Regions from separate parts of the Zea mays genome. Here region 2 is linked to region 1. A link is a contact called in public Hi-C data. All regions are on one chromosome and are shown on one strand. The core of a region is the stretch at or near the end of the contact, and the rest is flanking DNA. Distances in the headings are between cores, read along the strand shown. Region 1 holds the start of LOC103638287 (sister chromatid cohesion protein PDS5 homolog B). Region 2 has its middle 37 kb from the start of LOC100274364.

Evidence for each region. Hi-C and Micro-C count contacts between places; a contact is called where the count stands out from the background.
Region 2: a contact with region 1 is called in a Hi-C map of tassel, with 1.8 times the contacts expected there. The contact joins the enhancer-like site here to the promoter of LOC103638287 in region 1. A contact is called at or near these places in 2 of 25 Hi-C or Micro-C datasets (bundle sheath and tassel).

What each region holds. Positions count from the first base shown.
Region 1 is chr9:40,727,924-40,732,241 of Zm-B73-REFERENCE-NAM-5.0, forward strand. LOC103638287 (sister chromatid cohesion protein PDS5 homolog B) reads right to left here and starts at 1,443. Exons shown (of 33, transcript XM_008661242.3): 1 at 1,007-1,443. The coding sequence starts at 1,096.
Region 2 is chr9:41,001,693-41,006,006 of Zm-B73-REFERENCE-NAM-5.0, forward strand. No RefSeq gene overlaps it. Among protein-coding and RNA genes, the nearest start is that of LOC100274364, 37 kb to the left of the region's middle. Within about 2 kb of position 2,694, at least 19 of the 20 cell types and tissues checked have an H3K27ac peak or open chromatin away from gene starts, as enhancers often do. A contact at or near this core is called in bundle sheath and tassel, where this site is marked.

The DNA of each region.
Region 1 (4,318 bases), core at 193-2,692:
CATAGAACAGTCCACGCCAGAACATATAAGGGTCCAATACCAATAATGTGGCCAAATGGCACAAGATTCACTGGACAGTTTCCTTCCCTGACACATATGGATGGGCATTTGGTCTTTCAACACATGCACAGATGTCAAACATAATAGAACTGTCTCCTGTGATAAATAGCATCGATATTACCAAAATTAAACCGCCGTATAAACACAGCATTCAAGGTACTGCTAGAGCTAGACACTTATTGCAATGGCATGCAGCTCTCCTGTGTATTCGAGGAGGTACTGTTAGACAATAACACATGTAAATGGTATTCTTATAAGAGCATTTCCATGCAACATGCACTGGTTTTTTAGAGAGAAAAAAAGATATTCACATGAACCCACCAAAACAATTCAAAGATTAAATCTCCAGCTTCCATTGGCTACTGTAAATCCTGTAGTGTAACTGATACAACAACCTAACACTCGAAAGGTAAGGCCTCTTTAGTGCTAAAACCCCATAAACCCGAACCAACAGGAATCCCTTCTAACACTGGAGAAACTAACAAGCCTACGGGTGCCAAATTGCAACCACAATTTCAGCAAATAAAACTTAAGAGAAGCACATGAGTTGGACCTCAGCACTTCCTCTGACCCAAGCCAAAGGATTCCAGCCAGAATAAGCAAAATCCACCAGGAATCTAACTATTCAAGAGCTACAACACCATGTACAGCACAATCTTGCCACAACAAACTTCTTGCTTCCTAATTACCCAACCCACCGCAAAAAGCTCACTCCTTCAGAACCCTCTCCGCCGCTCAATTGAAGCCTAACCGTCCAAACCTAGCACCCCGAGCACCCAATTCGCACCAGAAACCCTATCACTAGCGCCTTACCTCCAGCAACCTAAACCCTAAACCTGCCGAATTGTACCGCATGAGCCACGGATCCACGCAAAGCCCGCCCCTACGCCGCGGAGTCCATGACTAAGGTTCGCAGCCAACCAAAACGGAGAAGCTAGGGGCTCACCTCGAGGAGCTTGGCGAGTTCGTCCGCAGGAGCCGGCGCCACCGCCTGCAGCTTCTCCCCCAGCTCCTTCAGCTGCTCCGCGGCCGCCATACCCGGCCGCCGCGCCGGATCGACCGCCCAAATTCGCGCAGCAAGCTCGCAGCCTCCGCCTCCAAGCGCACTCGTTAGGTTCTAATCTGAGAAAGAAGGGCTCCCTCGGCTTTTGCTGCTCTCGCGCTGTTTCGAAATTTGGCGTGACGGGGTGGCGGAAAAGAGCGAGAGAGAGAGAGAGAGAGAGGCGGAGAGCTCGTGAGCGGAATGGCAAAGCAGAGTGGGTTGAGATCGGGTTGTTCTGGTTTCGGTGTCTCGGAGTCCAGCCCAGCCAGTGTGCCGTCCGGGTACGCTGCCCCACTGGTGCGGTAAATCACGGAGCCCGTCTGTCGCGCGGGTACTGCGCCGCGGATGGTCATGCACTCATGCGGCTGATATGTGACGCAGTCTCCTTATACGTCAGCACTGGTGGAGCAGGACCTAAAAATAGTGTATGGCAATGGCAAAGACATATCTTGGGTAAAACAAAAGTTTAATAGAAAATCATTATTAAGAAATACCTTAGATGAAAAATCATTTGTAGATTATATGCCAAATCAGCAATTTAACCAAATATAAGCTGTCAAACAAAAGGAACATAAATTAGCACTGAAATAAAAAGCTAAATTTAATACAAGATATTTAAGTAGACTCTAGTGACACGTATGATTATTTTAGTTACGTCTAGGAGACTTTGATAGTTGCATATTCCTATTCTACTCTTTTGAAATGTCTTTTTAATAGATTATATAGATCAATTCCTTTAAATATATCCCTCTCAATATACACCACTTCCACGAGTACTAGGATGTGTGCTGCTAGCACGGCTAAAATAGCTCTTCAAATCTGCACAATAAACTTAATTAGTCCTACTCCCACTACGAAATACGAATAACTAAAATATATAGACAATATTATTACACATAACATAACTACAGAGCCTTTCTTTTTGTCGACCGAGCTTCAATCCATTGCAAGCAGCCAAGCAAACATGCTAGCAGGGAGTTCAGCTAGCAGTAAAGCAAGCAGACAAGCCAAACAAACAGGCTAGCGGAGAGCAAGAAGCCAAGCAAGCAGGCTACTGAAGAGCAAGCAACCAAACCAAGCAAGCTAGCGCGGTCGTGATCAAGCATGCAGCAAGCTAGCAGCGAGGCTGCGAGACGGCGACTCGGTAAGGCTCGGGCGCGCTGCTGTGCTCGGGTGGGCGGCCAGGCGGAGGCGGCCGCGGCCGCATACGGAGCGAGCAGGCGGCCGTCTTGTGCGCCTGCGGCTGTGCCTGTTGCGCGGCCATAGAGGGGAAGCACTAGCAGGGAGGCTGCGGCTACCGGGCCTAGATGCCTGCTGAATACCTAGGTTTTGCTCTTTTACTTGGCCGAGTTGAGGTATGGCGTGGGCCATACTTGGCCATAACGGGCCCTTCACCCCTGTACGTCAGTGAAGTTTGGAACAAAGACGGTAACAATGGTTTGCGGGGCCGGTCTAGGACTAGGATACTCTTCGAGCATCTCTAACAGTGCTTTCAATGTGCATACCTACCACACACAGGGTTGCAGGTGAACAAGATCAACAAGATTGTGGTCCTGTCAAGCTTCACCAACTATGGTGACGCGTGCGGCCATTGTTCTTACACGTTGTCTGCCAACCCCCGATAGAACATACGATACGACAAAGAGTATAGGTCGGCCCTCGGACGCAAACTCTGGCTCGTCTGAAGTCGACCTCGGTCTCAAGAGCTTGGCCTCGGTTACCTACTACCCGCATGTAACACCTCGTACAATCCATGGACCGGCGGTACTCACTCCTGGCAGCTCTCTAGCATCATATATCGTCCCCACAGACCAACACAGATCTTTTGTGTGCACTTTGTCCTCACGCATGCGCACCCAAGAAAACTTCCCGGTTAGTCACCCATCCCAAATTGCTCCAAGTCAAGCACGCTTAACCTGGAGGTTTTTTCGAGATAGACTTCCGAAAAAGAAGATGCACCTTCGAATAATGTCAGGATCAGTCACCTAGTAATGGTCATAAGGACTCTAAAGTCGTTCAAGTGAAAGGCAAAGTCGTCATAAAAAATGATCCTGAAGACCTTCGTATGAAGGCAGGATCAATTCACCTACTAATGGCGACAAAGGCTCTGAAGTCCTTCAAATGGAAGGCAGAGTCACAATAAAATCAAGTAATGACAAAAAGGTTCCGAAGTCCTTCAAACAAAAGGCAGAATCACAAAAGTTTGAGTTTTTCGTAGCAAAATGTGTTTGTAGAGAAGGAACAAGCGTACCATTTTCATTATTCATTTCAAGTAATGTATGGTTAATCTTTGCCATCTTTGACAGAATACCTTTTTCTTTTTTTTTGTGCAAGACATTGCATGTGTTGTAAACGAAACTCAAAGCGGTTTGTTGTCTCTTATAATTGTATTAAAACGTTCAACCTTAGTTTCAATGGCGATAATATAGCGAGTTATAACGCCAAAGTTGTTCAATGCCTTTGTTATGCGTGAAAAAAGGGAATGTGTTTTTTGCCCTCGGCTCAAAAGGCACTAGTTTTGTTTCGCACATCACAAAGCATAACACAACAAGCATATGAAGCCTCTTATATTACACAAATGGATGTACATGGTCCTTTACAAAATACTTAATTCTCTTCTTTCAAAATTTCGTTAGCAATTCATTGCAGATTTTCAAGACGACTTCATCTAATGTCTTGTTCATATGATCAATAAGAGCCAATGATTCCTTCAACTCCTCATCTTCTTCAGGATTGTACTCTTCAACTTCCCGTGGAAGGGCATCTTTTTTGCAACCTTGTCAAATACACATAATTAGAATAAGAGCTTCAGTCAAGGTATAGAATTAATACCTTCAAGTTCTTTTCTCCTTTGAGATTCTCTTATCGCCTCCGCCTCCTTGGCAACCTTTTCCGCTTGCAAACCACAAACAATATAAATAATCTAATTAAAACATGTGAAGCAACAACAATCTACAGTCTGACCTTCTCCAAGTTATCTCTTGTTGTGGCTTCGACCAGATCCCTTCCCCCAACATTCTAGATCTGTGTAAAAAAACTTCTTCTCCACACTGGAGGCTTCAGTTGAGGGTCTTTATACGTCTTCGAGTGACATTTTAAAGCTTGGTTGCCCAATAGTTTTTTAAATGGTTGCAACTAGCCTTTTCAATTACCGAATATGTGCTTCGAGCACCTATCCATACGCATTAGTCTCCCCGAGTAGATAAAATCTCATCA
Region 2 (4,314 bases), core at 1,444-3,943, 280 kb after region 1:
CTTGTACCCCTATAGTAGGTCTACAAGTTCAATGTATTGGCTTAGGGCAAATTCCTTATGACTTTAAAGATATAGAGTTCCAAAATTGACTTCAATACACTATATTTCAGAGTTAGCCCTATGATGCTTATGGGGTACTTTTGCAAATAAGTCCAAATTCCACTATTTAACTTGCAAATTCTCAAATGTGAAAAACCATGACTTGTGGTGTTCTATCACTTTGGTATTTGCACTTGGGTCCAATTGTGCTCAAAATTTACAATTACCCCCTTAGGGTTTCTAGGGTTTGTTTTTAGGGTTTTGGGCACATTAGGGTTTTGGTGCCACCAAAGTCCATCAAATGTGATACCTTAGAAATATTTCTCATGACTTTTGAGGTTTTAACTTATTTGGGCTTCACTTACATCCATAAGCCCTAATTCAGGGTTAAGTACTCTACCCTAGTGAATGCACTCTAGGTGTATCAAACACATGATATGCCCATGCACATGATGTTATGCTCAAGTTTTAATGACTGTAACACCAGAGGTGTTACATCCCCCCATAAAAGAATCTTGTCCCGAGATTTGAGGTCCTAGGGTGAGTAGTGGAAAAGGAAACGCGTCATATCTTTATTTCCTTATTTTCGTACAGAGCAGGGGGTGGTATGGGGTCTATTCTGTCTTTACAAACAAATGTACATATCTCACAAGTTACATGAAGCTAAAAACCCAGGAAAATTCTTTTCCAAGAAGTCTTGAGTCTCCCAAGTAGCTTCATCTTTAGTATGTTGGTTCCATTGTACCTTATAGAATTTAAGAGTTCTTTTTCAGGTGATCCTATCCTTCTGATCCAAGACTCGAATAGGATGTTCTGCATAGGTCAAGTCTGGTTCTAAGACAACATCCCCCACATCAATGGTTCGATCTGGAACCTAAAGACACTTCTTCAATTGGGACACATGAAACACATTGTGCACTGCAGACAATGTTTCAGGTAGTTGGAGTCGGTATGCCACTGGTCCACATTGCTCAAGAATAGGAAACAGACCAATGTATCGGGGTGCAAGCTTTCCTTTTACCCCGAAACGGGTCACACCCTTCATTGGCAATACTTTCAGGTACACAAAATCTTTGACTTGAAAGTACAAGGGTTGGCATCGTTTGTCTATGCAACTTTTTTGTCGAGCTTGTGCCTCTTTCAAGTTATGTATGATTCGTCGAACCTTTTCCTCCATCTCTTTAACCATGCCAGGCCTGAAAAACCACATTTCTCCTGGTTCAGACCAATTCAAGGGTGTCCGACACCGTCGTCCGTACAGTGCTTCAAATGGTGCCATCTTAATACTTGCTTGATAACTATTATTATACAAAAATTCTGCTAAGGGCAGATAGTCATCCCATTTCTGCGGAAACTCTAGAACACATGCTCGCAACATGTCTTCAAGTATTTGATTTACTCTCTCAGTCTGTCCACTTGTTTGGGGATGATACGCCGAACTGTGGAGCAACTTAGTACCCAGAGATTTGTGGAGTTCTTCCCAAAATTTGGATACAAATTGTGGTCCTCGATCCGACACAATTGTTTTTGGAACCCCGTGCAAACTGAGAATGCGAGCAGTATAAAGTTTCGCATATGTGGCCACTGTATACTTTACTTTGACGGGAAGAAAGTGGGCGATCTTCGTAAGTCGATCAATGATAACCCAGATAGAATCAAAACCTTTAGCTGTTTTGGGCAATCCCACAATAAAATCCATGCTAATATCTTCCCATTTCCAGGCTGGGATAGGTAAAGATTGCAGTGGTCCTGCTGCCTTCATATGTATTGCCTTGACACGCCTACATGTGTCACATCTTGCCACATAGTGTGCAATCTCAATTTTCATTTTTGTCCACCAATAGTGCTGCTTTAAATCTTGATACATCTTAGTACTTCCGGGATGAATGGAATATCGACTAAGATGAGCTTCATCCAAAATTTGTTGGCGGACATCAGTATCTTTAGGCACAACTATGCGATTATTAAACCATACTATGCCTTGATCATCCTTTATAAAGCAATTAGCTTTGTCAGCTTCTATTTTCTCATGAATATGTTTCATACCCTTGTCATTTCTTTAGGCATTAATAATCTTTTACAGAAGAACTGACTCAAGCTTCAATTGAGTCAAAGTTCCATGTTGTATCATTTCCAGGTTTAACTTTTCCATTTCTTGACATAATGTGATGTCAGGGGTCCTCACTGTAAGACAATGGCAGGACGCCTTGCGACTTAGTGCATCTGCCACCACATTGGCCTTTCCTGGGTGATAGTGGATTTCTAATTTATAATCCTTAATCAGCTCAAGCCATCTTCTTTGCCTCATGTTTAGTTCTGACTAGGAAAAAATATACTTCAGACTTTTATGATCTGTATATATATGGTAGATATTTCCCAGCAGATAATGACGTCATATTTTAAGGGCATGAACCACAACAGCTAATCGCCTGGCCATTTCTACTGAACATTTTAAATCTGAAGTCAAAACCAAAATTTAAAGTTAGTTTGAATTCTGAAAAATGAAATTAGAAAAGAAATACAAAACAAAAAATAGAAAAGAAAAAGGAAAGAAGAGGATCGGACCTGGGCCGACCCCCCCCCCCCCAGGCCCATACCTAACCTAGCTCACGGTCCACCGTCACACGCGCACTGATGGATAGGGCCCGCTGACAGTGATCGCGCGCGCCCATGGTGATCATGAAGTGCTAACATATGGGCCCCCTTGTCAGTGTCCATCAGCCATGGCTGCTGTAGATCTTCCTTGCCACGGTGAGTGCGCCTGTAACAAACTCTTCGAGAACCAGGCGGACTCCAGCTGGCTGTTTCAATCGCCTTGCCATGGCCATATATGTGGGAGGGTGCCGCATAATCAGCTTCTCACCCATAGCCACCAAAGACAGGGAGAGGAGTGACCGCCGTCGTGTGAGTTGAAGACACGCGCTGCCATAGAACCTCGATCACGATGCCTTTTGAGGACTGAGTTCGGGTCAGGGTGGTGCACCTTGCCTCGGGGAACGCTTTTCGATCAGCAATCGGGTGCGGGAGGCAACGGATTGCGGACAATTCCTCGTCGGAGGCTGGGCGCCACCACGAATCCACCCCCCTTCGCGGACCAGGCACTGTGTGGCTCGAATTCCAGTAACGATTCCTCCCCGTTGTTCACGTTGCCCAGTAATTTACGAATAGTTACGGGATTAGCAGTTGGGAGTCCTTGGGTGGTGCATTGGCAATGCCAGCGGGTTGCGCCGCCAGGGGTGTGGCTTCCACGCTGTTGTGTTGACAACCAGGTTGGGGGAAGGGTACAATAGCCGTTGATCGAGGGATGGGCGGTGGAGACCAGATCCGGTGTATCCCTTTCACTTCATAGAATATAGGCGGTCGGATTGGGATCGTGCGGTTTGGGGGTTGGGGCAAGCGAGTGCGCCCCGTGGGCCATAGATTTGTGATCCGATGGCTAGAGTGAGTTCTAGGTGGGGTTTTAACCTGGGCGTAGCGCTTCGATCGGATGGCTGTGATCGGCTGATACCCCTTCGTTGTGTTTAGTTTGCATAAGAGCCCCATATGAGTTAGCAAATAAACCCGTCGTCCAGGGGAGTTTTAGAAGCATTACAACTAAGTCCTTTTTCATGCGATTTAGCCCCTGAACCTTCCTGTAATCATGGCCAAAGTCCAGTCAACCGAGAATTCAATGAAATTAAATGCAGAAATCATTTTTAGTGCAAAAATAATGTCCCAATCTTAGGAAATTCATAACTTCATGATTTTAGCTCTGATTTAACCCGTTCCAGTTGCATTAGGTTCGTACAAATATTAACTGCAATCTAGTAACCTTATTTTGTTATGTAACATGTTGTCAAAATCAAACACTTAATTGGTTTAGCCTATGTTTAACTTATCCAAGCACACAAAACTTCGGAAACTCATATATCATTCATTATAACTCTGATTTTAGCCGTTCTCGAACCTACGATCTTGTAGCAACGCATAGATCATTATTATGTATTTTGTGCTCATGTTTGTTGTGATGCTAGTTTCTCCTATACCATGTCTGTTTGTATTGTTGCGAGTAGACGAGCAAGTGGCTGTGGAACCCGGTACTCAGCAGGTGGAAAATACTCTCGTTGAAGGCAAGTTGTGCGCTTGATCACTCTTCTTTACCCAATAATGTTCCAATTTATTACTATGACATGCTCAGGTTAATTTTGATGGGACCTAATAGGTTACCCTAGTTTGGTCTACTTTATACCTTGCTCACAACTAAACTTTTTGTGTAGTATCTGCTATTTCTCTATG